Linked DNA regions of Lactuca sativa: region 1 is linked to region 2. Evidence: chromatin contacts called from public Hi-C data. All regions are on one chromosome and are shown on one strand. Each heading gives the region's core, a stretch centred on a gene start, on an enhancer-like site or on the middle of the called end of the contact. The rest is flanking DNA. Distances are from core to core; before and after follow the strand shown. Region 1 holds the start of LOC111894351 (hydroxyproline O-galactosyltransferase GALT6). Region 2 holds the start of LOC111913315.

Evidence for each region. A called contact is a pair of places that touch in the nucleus more often than the background predicts.
Region 1: a Hi-C map of bud shows a contact between it and region 2, with 5 times the contacts expected there. The contact joins the promoter of LOC111894351 here to the promoter of LOC111913315 in region 2. A contact is called at or near these places in 2 of 4 Hi-C or Micro-C datasets (bud and leaf).

What each region holds. Positions count from the first base shown.
Region 1 is chr5:41,692,931-41,698,008 of Lsat_Salinas_v11, forward strand. LOC111894351 (hydroxyproline O-galactosyltransferase GALT6) reads left to right here and starts at 2,848. Exons shown (of 8, transcript XM_023890427.3): 1 at 2,848-3,278; 2 at 3,392-4,197. The coding sequence starts at 3,447. It overlaps LOC111894348, which reads left to right and starts at 1,034. Exons shown (of 3, transcript XM_023890423.1): 1 at 1,034-1,720; 2 at 1,826-2,096; 3 at 2,183-2,430. The coding sequence starts at 1,034. The coding sequence ends at 2,430.
Region 2 is chr5:41,505,865-41,510,748 of Lsat_Salinas_v11, forward strand. It overlaps LOC111913315, which reads right to left and starts at 3,368. Exons shown (of 4, transcript XM_023909031.3): 1 at 2,750-3,368; 2 at 2,553-2,663; 3 at 2,189-2,461; 4 at 1,711-2,093. The coding sequence starts at 3,262. The coding sequence ends at 1,896.

The sequences.
Region 1 (5,078 bases), core at 1,598-4,097, 190 kb after region 2:
TCTCTTTAAAATGAGAGCTATTTTTATATAGAAAACAATCGATAGGGTTTCGTCTTAGGGTTGGTCGTCATGGGTTCCTTTGGAAACAAGTCAAGGGAATCCAGAATTAATGAGGAAATCAATGGTTTCCAAAACTGACAATCTTAGTCAGTTTTACCTAGCCAGGGGCTCTGCCCCTTGGACCCCGCTAGAGGCGCTGCCCCTTTGGAAACCTCGAACCTGAGGGCGCTACCCCTGGACCCCCGACTTATTGTCGAACCAGCTTCTAATTTGATCTTATACATACATGCACTCCGCACATACCCAAACATCTAGTATTAGAGTACAAATTATGAAACCCCTTAGCTCATATGTAAGTTCCAATTACACAAAATGTCCCGATGACACTAAAATCACCAACAAATAATTGTTTAGTTCCTGAATGGAAAACATTCCAAAGTCAATGGATAGTTCTTAGGAACAAGCTTTAAAATAAGGTGCCGGTCTTGGGAGATTCAGGGGTGAAAAGTTCTACCCTCAAGGTACGTTAGTGTGTACGTTTGATGGGAAAAACTAGTGTTTACTAGTTTCATGAGACTTGTTTAGGTATCGGATTTCCATTATGCTTGAAATCATATATTACAAATGTATTGTACTTGTATATATTTTGGAAAAAAAAACGCTATTATTCACAAAAGTTAAGTTTGTCGGTATATGAAAAAATGTTACCGCGAATTCCCAGGCTTATTCACAATTAGGTTGTCCGGTATGGTAGTCTAAAACACGCTTGGGGCTGACGTGGACACCCCTGGAGACGTGTGAACACCGCCCCAGGGGTGGGTGGGTTGCATGTGGCGTGAGGCGGAAGACGGGTGAAGACGGAAGTTTTGATTGGCTATTTATTTTTTGAATGTTATATTACCATTTGACAATTAAAAAAAATCTTTTTATTATTTTTTCAAATTCTCTCTATATATACATTCATTTTACACATAATTTTCACTAACACACACCCATATTTTTTTCAAAACAAACACACACATTCAACCAAAAAATGGATAATTTTCCACCTCTGATTTCTTGGTCATGTGATGATAACGATTCTGATGAGGATTTGATTTTGTATATGTTGTTGTCCGTGGCACAAGACATGGTACCTGATAGGGGCGGAAGTTCAAACGTTGAGAAGAAGCATAAAAAATGGATCAACCGGGATCGAGAGGCGGCACATGAACTTTTGGTACGTGATTATTTTGTCGTTGATAGTTTATATGATCTATTGAAATTCGAAGAACGTTTTCGTATTAGTAGAAATTTATTTTTACGTATAGCTAGAGATTTGGTACGTAATTATGAATTTTTCCAATTACGATGGGATGCTAGAGGTAAACGCGGTATTACTACGATACAAAAATATATGTCCGCTCTTAGACAATTGGCATACAGCATCGCCGCAGACGCATCATATGAGTATCTGAAAATGTCTGAAAGGATGGGTCGAGAGTGTACATATCTATTTTGTGAGTATGTTATAGAGATTTACCGTGACATATATTTGCGACATCCGACTAAAAGCGATGTCGAACAGCTGTATGTCGTGCATCAAGCTAAACATGGTTTTCCATGGATGCTTGGTAGCATTGATTTTACATATTGGGAGTGGGCAAATTGTCCCAACAAGTGGCATGGTTTGTTCACGCGAGGTGATCATGGGGTGCCGACTGTTATTTTGGAGGCGGATGTTTCAAATGACTTATGGTTTTGGCATGCATTCTTTTGTATGGCGGGGTCAAACAATGACTTGAATGTGCTCTAAGCGTCTCCGATATTTAACGATATTTTACAGGGTAAAGCACCAGAAATGTCATATGTTGTCAATGGAAATGAATATAAATATGAGTATCACATAGGTGATGGGATATATCCAGAATACGCTACATTTGTCAAGTCATACACATTTCCGGCCAACAATAAACGAAAAATGTTCAAGTTAGTACAAGAATCTGCAAGGAATGATATAGAACGGGCGTTTGGAGTCCTCAAACAAAAGTGGCACATAATCAAACATCCGGCACGAACATGGGACAGGGAAAAATTGACGACGGTGTTGACTGTTTGTGTTATTTTACATAACATGTAATAGAAGAAGAGGGTAGGCTTATTTGTTCATATACCACAAACGATATATTTAATTCACCTGCAGTAATACAAGTTGGCAGTCCGGCATATTTCTCAAGAGTTTTGGAAATACAAAACCGTAAAACAAATCACAATCTACGACATGATTTGACCGAATACATATGGGAAAGACAATTCCAAGGGCAAAATGACAGTGAAGACGATGAGGATGATGATGGTGACGATGAAGAGGATGACGATGGTGGCGACGAGGAGGATGAGGACGGTGACGACGAGACGGATGATATCGGTGACGACAATGACGACGATTAGAATTTTTCTATATTTTTTAATTTTTATTTTATTTAGACGTAATGTTCAATTTTAGTAATTTAAGTTTTAAATTTCTATGTTTTAAATTAATGAAACGTGGTTTTATTTTTTTATGTTTTCACAAAATTAATTTATGTTATAAATTATGTTTTTTTATTTAATATAATGTTAAAATAAAAAAATAGTGGTTTTATTTTTTTATGTTTTCACAAAATTAATTTATGTTATAAATTATGTTTTTTTATTTAATATAATGTTAAAATAAAAAAATAGAATTTCTGGAGTGGTAACCATTTTCATTATTTAATGGATTGGTGGTGAAGCTGACATGACACAACACAGAGATGGCTACTCCCACAATATTATTGGGTTATTCTTATTCATGATTACTATATAAGATTATTTTGTTAAAGTCTAATATAGATATAATATGCTACATCAGAACAAAATATGATCTTTTAATTGAGAATAAGTACTAAAATCAAAAGTTTAATTTTAACGACTCTATCTATCATATTAGAGTTGTCAGTGGGATAGATAACTATGATATAGAAGATTAACTTGTACACATAATTTGAATTTTTGGATAATCAATTCAATTTCTGTTTGGTTTCAGGTAGAGGCCACCGGCCACCGCCTGCGAAAGCTTCTTTTTCAATACACACTTCCAAGTTCCACGTCTCCATGTAAAACTCTACCTCCCCTTCCACCGCATAACCCTTCGTCTCTCTCTGCAACACTCTCTCCAAACGTGTCTGATGTTTCATGTTCAATTCTGAGAGCCAATAGCTATACAAAATCAATCGGAACTTGTTTCCTTCTCATGATCCACGATAATTCACACCACGGTTGGTTTTTTTTCCGACTTCTGAGTCTGTTCTTGTTCTTGTTCTCGTTTAGTTGGATAATTAAAGAGATTAACCATGAAACGGACTAAATTAGACGGGTTCATGTCTTTCAGACAGAAAAGATGGATTCAATTTCTGATCGGCGTAGGGATTTTGTATCTGCTGCTCATGGTCAATTTCGAAGTACCCTTCCTGTTCAAATCAGTTACTCAAGAAAAAGATGCAGAACAAAGTTCTAGAAATACCTTGTTCTTCACCGACGGATTGTCTAAGGAATCGTTAGTCTTAGACAGTGAAGAAGAATCCCCAATTCGACCTCTGAAAGTCCCCCATTATGCTCCATCAAATCCTAGGCGTGTTGGAAAAATCCGCGAATTCAAAGCTTTATCAAACTTGAAATTTGACGTCGACTTTGTAAACACTAAACCTGGATTTGGGGGAATTCAAACATCTGCAAAAGAAGCTTTTCTCGTAGGGAAGAGTTTCTGGGAAGAAGTTGAATCACCATCGAAAAACAACATAACAGAAGGTATCAAAAACCAAACTATCGAGAGTTGCCCTGGTTCGATTACGCTATCAGGTTCTGGTTTCCAAAAAAAGGGAAACATTATCGTGCTTCCTTGTGGGATGACATTGGGATCACATATAACTCTTGTCGGGAGACCTAGAAAGGCTCATTTTGAACAGGACCCAAAGATCTCATTGTTGAAACAGGGTGAGGTTTCACAGTTTATGATGGAGTTGCAGGGTTTGAAAACTGTTGATGGAGAAGACCCACCAAGAATTTTGCATTTTAATCCTCGATTGAAGGGTGATTGGAGTGGAAAACCTGTGATTGAACAGAACACTTGTTACAGAATGCAATGGGGCATTGCTCATCGATGCGAGGGATGGAAGTCTAGGGTTGAAGAAGAGACTGGTAAGTCACATATTTAATTATGAGTTATAATCTTATATGTCGGATTAAATATTTAAATATTGTCTTCATTAAGATTGTTAAATTATATTAAAAGAAGAAAACAACACCAAAATGTATGAACTATAAAGCTTTTATTTAGAAGTAGGACAACGCTTAGAAACTCTGTTCCCCATGAATGAATGAATGAATTGTCATTTGATAAATTTCTACAAGTTGTCTAGTCATGTCAACGTGTGTATCCACGTGTCAACATGTTTGATGACATGTCAAAATAACTTTTTTTAATTTATAAGAGATTTGCCAAAAGAGTCCATTTGAATCGACTAAAGTTCACCTTTTTTTTTTATTTCATTAGTAATATACAACTTATGAGTATAAACTGTTACTAAAATTGATGTAATAATAATTTAAAATAAGACAATTTTAGGAGATATATACACGTGGATGATTTGTAAATCATACAATTCGTTTCCTTTTTACCTAAAAAATGCTTTTGCCCATCCGGTAATAATAATAGAATATATTTCTAAAGCTGGTGTCATTTCAATGGTCCACAACTAGCTTTTCAATTTAATGGTCCACTAGCAAATGAACTTTATTTTTTGATGTTGACTTCAACCTTAATGCTCCTTTGGTCCCAAAGTTCGATTGAAATATTAGGTTAAGAAATAAGATAATCCCATTGAAAAACTTAAATTACAACATGTTTTTTGATCGTGTATTGAAACTTCACAAAAGTAAAAGGTATAGTTATTTCGTAGCATCATAAAAAAAGAAACTTAGGATGAAGGTAGCAAGTGTTTTAATGGTATTTATGGGTGAATTTAATGAAAATGGACCCCTTGGTGTCATTTTCTTCTTTGGAAAGAACATTTGTTTAT
Region 2 (4,884 bases), core at 2,118-4,617:
GAACATCAAGTTTACCTATCAACACGTCCTTCTCAATGATCGTTTGTTTCAACACGCCAATCTCAACCAAGAGCTCTGTGTTGGAAGGCTCAACTCCCTTCAACACCAATAACCGTAAACCCCCAGAAACGATGAAAACAAGTGTTTTTCGTGCAGTTTTGATGCCTTTAGCTGTGAAAACTCAAACAAATGCATAACCAAGCTTTGAACAATGAAGAAAATGAAGATCATTTCAACCGTAAACTCCACTAAAGTTGTTTTGACACCAGATTTTCCCTGATGCTAATTGTAAGGTCTCAATTACAAGATCCAAACCAGTGATCAAAACAAACAATAACAAGAATGAGTAGAAAAATAAGATGATTAAGCAATGCACACGTTCATTCACAAAAACGTCTAGTACACCTTGAGTTACACACAATCGATTGTAAACACTTATGATACGTCACTTTTCTGACAGACTCTGACACAAATTATTTATAAGAATTGACTGGCCGTAAACCTGTTTACGGCCGTGAACACCAATTCAACCGTAAACACATACAAACAAGCTACAAGACACCTCCAACCTGACCAAAACCCTATCAAGACTTACACAAAAGATTGCCTAGCCCAAACCACTAAATAATGACCTATTAGAGCGCATGATCCAAAGAATTGGACAAGATCGGAAATCGGATTTACCTAAAACCGGGTCAGCTCCAATGCTTTTAACATATCGGTTTTCGGGTAAGAACCATACTGGATCCGAAAATTGTAAATCGATCCAATATATGAATAGACTTTTTCTATTGACGTGAACTAGCCATATGCGACTAGTACCTAAATATTATGGTAGTGATTTTTTGCATTCTTTTTTTTTTATTAATGTAAAATGACTAAAACTTCCATGAAAATAATATTTGTTGGAGAAATGCTTATAAAGTAATACCAATCTTGCAATATTACAGTAGTGATTTATCCATCCATTACAAAATAAACATCTTTAAAAGTAAATTCTTTAAAAAGAACACATTATGTATAAAACTCCATCAATCCAAATTGACGTAATTTTAAGGAAATACGATATGCATCAAAACAAGCATTTCAAGTTTATGTTTTGGTCTAAATAAAGGAAGCCCATAAATAAATATGCAGCAAACAGAAAGCCCAACAAACGGTCCAACAACTTATAATCCACTTGAAGTACCGAAACCCGGTTTGGGGAACCGGAAAACCATAAACGGGTCCGATTCCGATTTTTGAAAATTGGTTTTCGGTTGTCAGACCGGGCCCGACCCGTTGCTCATTTTAAAGTAATCTATTTGAAACTGCTGAGATGTGATTTTGCAACTTGCTGTCCTGTTGACTACTTGACCATTTGGATATTTGGATTGGAGATCTGAAGTTCAAAGTTTCATAATTCCATAGACTACTCATCCTTTCTGGTTAACATATACGTTTAAAAATTTTAAACTTAAATAAGGATTCGCCTTTATGTAATCAACTATTAATATCTCGTTTTAATTTTTCAGTTAGTACGAAGTGCATCATTTGCTTGAGGCTCTGCTATTGTTGACAGTTTGGGTAGATTCTCAATTTGTGAAAATGTATTAGTAATGTATTTATCTTTGATGGATGTAAGTGTAAACTTGTACTAATATGGAATTTAATTAAATATTTTTTTTTCTGTACTTATGTTTAATAAAAATCTTGTTATACATCCATATATTCATACAATAGCCCAAGAACTTTTATTAGCACATATGGCTCCAACATATCTGAATCTTTCAAAGCTCTAAAAAGATGGTAAACAAAGCAGAAATTTAGTAACATCAAGTCATGAAATGAACAAAGTGTACCTAATAGCTAGTTTCAAATGACTCCTGTACGTTTCTTTAAAATTGGGAAAGTGTTTAGTTCCATGGACTAGGAAGCCTGGCATCTCTGAATACAGAAGTGCCACCATTGGCGGCTGGTGAAGGAGATGAAGCAATGTAATTTGTTCCTGTTACAGATACAGTTGGATTACCATTACCTTGTTGGCTTGTAGGAGCAAATCTTGATGGGCTACTTGTCACTACCCCTGAAGTTGTTCGTGAAGGATTTGATGCCTGCATTTATTCCAAAAGATTCATTCACACCCCTTTTATAAAAAATGATGATGATGATGATCTAACTGTATATACTTTGTTAGATTATGTTTTACCATAGCAAAAGGGGTCCTTCTATGAAGGGAATCTGAAGATGGTGACACGCTGCTCATTCTTGGTAAACTGCGTGAATGTTGATTTTGATCAGCATCTGCTCCTTCTGTATCGCCATTACAGTTGACTTCTGAAGCGGGTCGTGGAGTCACCTGTCTACTCATGGAACCAGAGTCATTCCCAACATCCACTTGGAGAGATATTGATTGGTGCCCTGTAGTAGTACCCTGCTGCACACTGCTTCTTCTTCGTAGCTCCTCTTCAGCACTCAAAATCTATGAACCCAAAGATAGGAAAGAATTTTGTTAGAATAAAGAATTATGGTGAGGTTATCAAATAAGAAAGGAATATATACAGTATACTCACCTGTTTCAGAACTTGTACCAGATTATGCTTCCTTGCATTCAGGATCTGCAACTTCTCTTCAACCTCCTTTTTCCTTTTCTCTATATCACTCAGTGTAACGTTCTTAAGTGGCTGGTAGGCAAAAACACTAATAGTTAAAGTCATTCGTTTCAATTCTCAAAAATGATAAACAATCCATTGCAATAACCAATTAATACCTCTAACTGATGTTGAGCATCCGTTTTCCCTTCCTCTTGAAGGTCATCCACAGCATTTAAGGCGTTTTCCGGGACATCAACAACAGCTTTAGCATCATCAACTGCCACTAATTGTTCACCAGGAATCACTAAAGTCTCGTCTTCATCGCCGACCTTTGATTCTTTCTGACCGTTTGCTTGTTGATCTGCATGATTCGATTTCACCAATTCGTCATCAAATGTTTTATCGTCATTAACCTTTGATGCTTCCTCATCTTTGGAGACATCTTCCACAGCAGGTCCGTCGGATTCAGGTGGTTCTCTATCATCGGAAGTAGCATCCTCAACAGAATTCTCATTAGGGTTAGGGTTAGGGTTCGGGGTGGTGGCCTCGAGGCGAGAAAGGGCTCTGGAACGGCGTTGGAGGAGATTCTTGAAATCCCTAGGAGAGATTTTGGGGGTGGGCACTAGCCATTGGTGGGGAACGTCAGGGCTACGGTGGAGCTTCCCTTTGTAAAGCGAAATCGCAACCATTTTTTCTGGGATCGTCTCTCCTTCGCTGTCTCTGATTCCCCTTCTAACAGTCCTTTTAAACGGGTCGGGTATCCGCCACGCCTTTCGACCGAATGTGTAATGTGTTGGTTTTCAGTTTCACGGTTTTTAAACGCGTAATCAAATTAATTTATAGCTTTTTAAAATAATAACTTTTTTTTTTATTTTGATTTGTTTTAAAACTAAAACTTAATTATTCTTTTTAAAATTACTTTAACCATCACTACATTAACAAATAAAAGGTTGTAACAAAAGATAATTAAAGTATATGATACTTTTTCATAAAATTATTAAAGTTCATGTTTTTGAATATTTAAATATTGTTTTGCTTATATGCTTATATATTAGTGATCACTTTTGGTAGTAGAAGTGCATGCTTCATCAGTTGAGTTGAAAAAGAAATATTTGGTTCAATTGTTAACATATACAAATGGTTTGGTTGATCGAAATTTAAATTTAAAAAGGTAAAAAAAGTCAATTTACAATCAAAATGAAAAACAAAGTCAAAAGTTAATAAAAGAATAATACTATCACATGGATATTTCTTAATTTTAGATAATTATAGCTTCGATTACTATAAATATATAAAATATTATTGTTGTGGCTACTTCAAAACACTTTAATTTAAAAAATAATTCCGATTTTATAATAAAAATTTACTATAAAATGATAAGTAAATATTAGCTAATATCTTATAAAAAAAAAAGTTAAAATTTTTCATTATTATATATACATATTAAAGTTGGACAATCCTTAGGGTACCTTGGGTTGGTTAGTTGACGTGAGTTTGGTTAATCTCGATATCCACCGCCTCAAATTGGGATCTACTCTCGATACTTCCCGAACCTTTCATTCCCACCGCCACTATCCTCCACCGCCTTAAGCGGCTGTCATTCGTTAATTCCTTTCTTGCGTCTTCTTCAACCTCCTCAACCCAACTGTAACTCTGTTTTTGCTTATATGTTTCCGTTATGCTTGCTTGCATTCCCAATTGTTACCAGAGGTCAGGCACGTCAATTGAAGGTATGTGTCTTTTTAGCCCTCTTCTACTTCTTCACTGTTCATGGCGCTGTTTGATTTCGGCCTCTATGTTGGCCTCTATGTTGAAGGTAGCCTGCCTCCATAAGCAAGATGGTTCCAAGTTCAATTTTCGGTTGTCAGTTGTTCTCTCTGTTCGATACTAATGCGACGGCCTCTGTCGAGCCATGAAGATGACCTCTAAGTGTTGTTTGTTGATTCCTTGCATATCAAAATCGAATTTCTTTTTCTATAGTCCACATCCGTCTTGCAACGGGACCATCGACCCCAACTGTCTATCAGGTAATTTGGTTTGGGGAGAGACGGAAGGCGAGGGAGGACCCCGTCTACCGCATCGTTCGTTGTCGGTGCCCGTATGGAAGGTTTAACTTACGCACCTATTTTTTTTCCTTTTTACCTGTGATTAAGATGCCCTTTGTGATTTTCAGATTGTGGTGTTCTTCTCAACCTGTCATCTTCATATGCTTTCTTATATCCACCGCTACCTTGACGTTTCATTGAACCTAGGTACGTTTCGCAATTTGAATTTAAAGTTTTTTCCTTATGCAGATTACCTGTCAATGTTG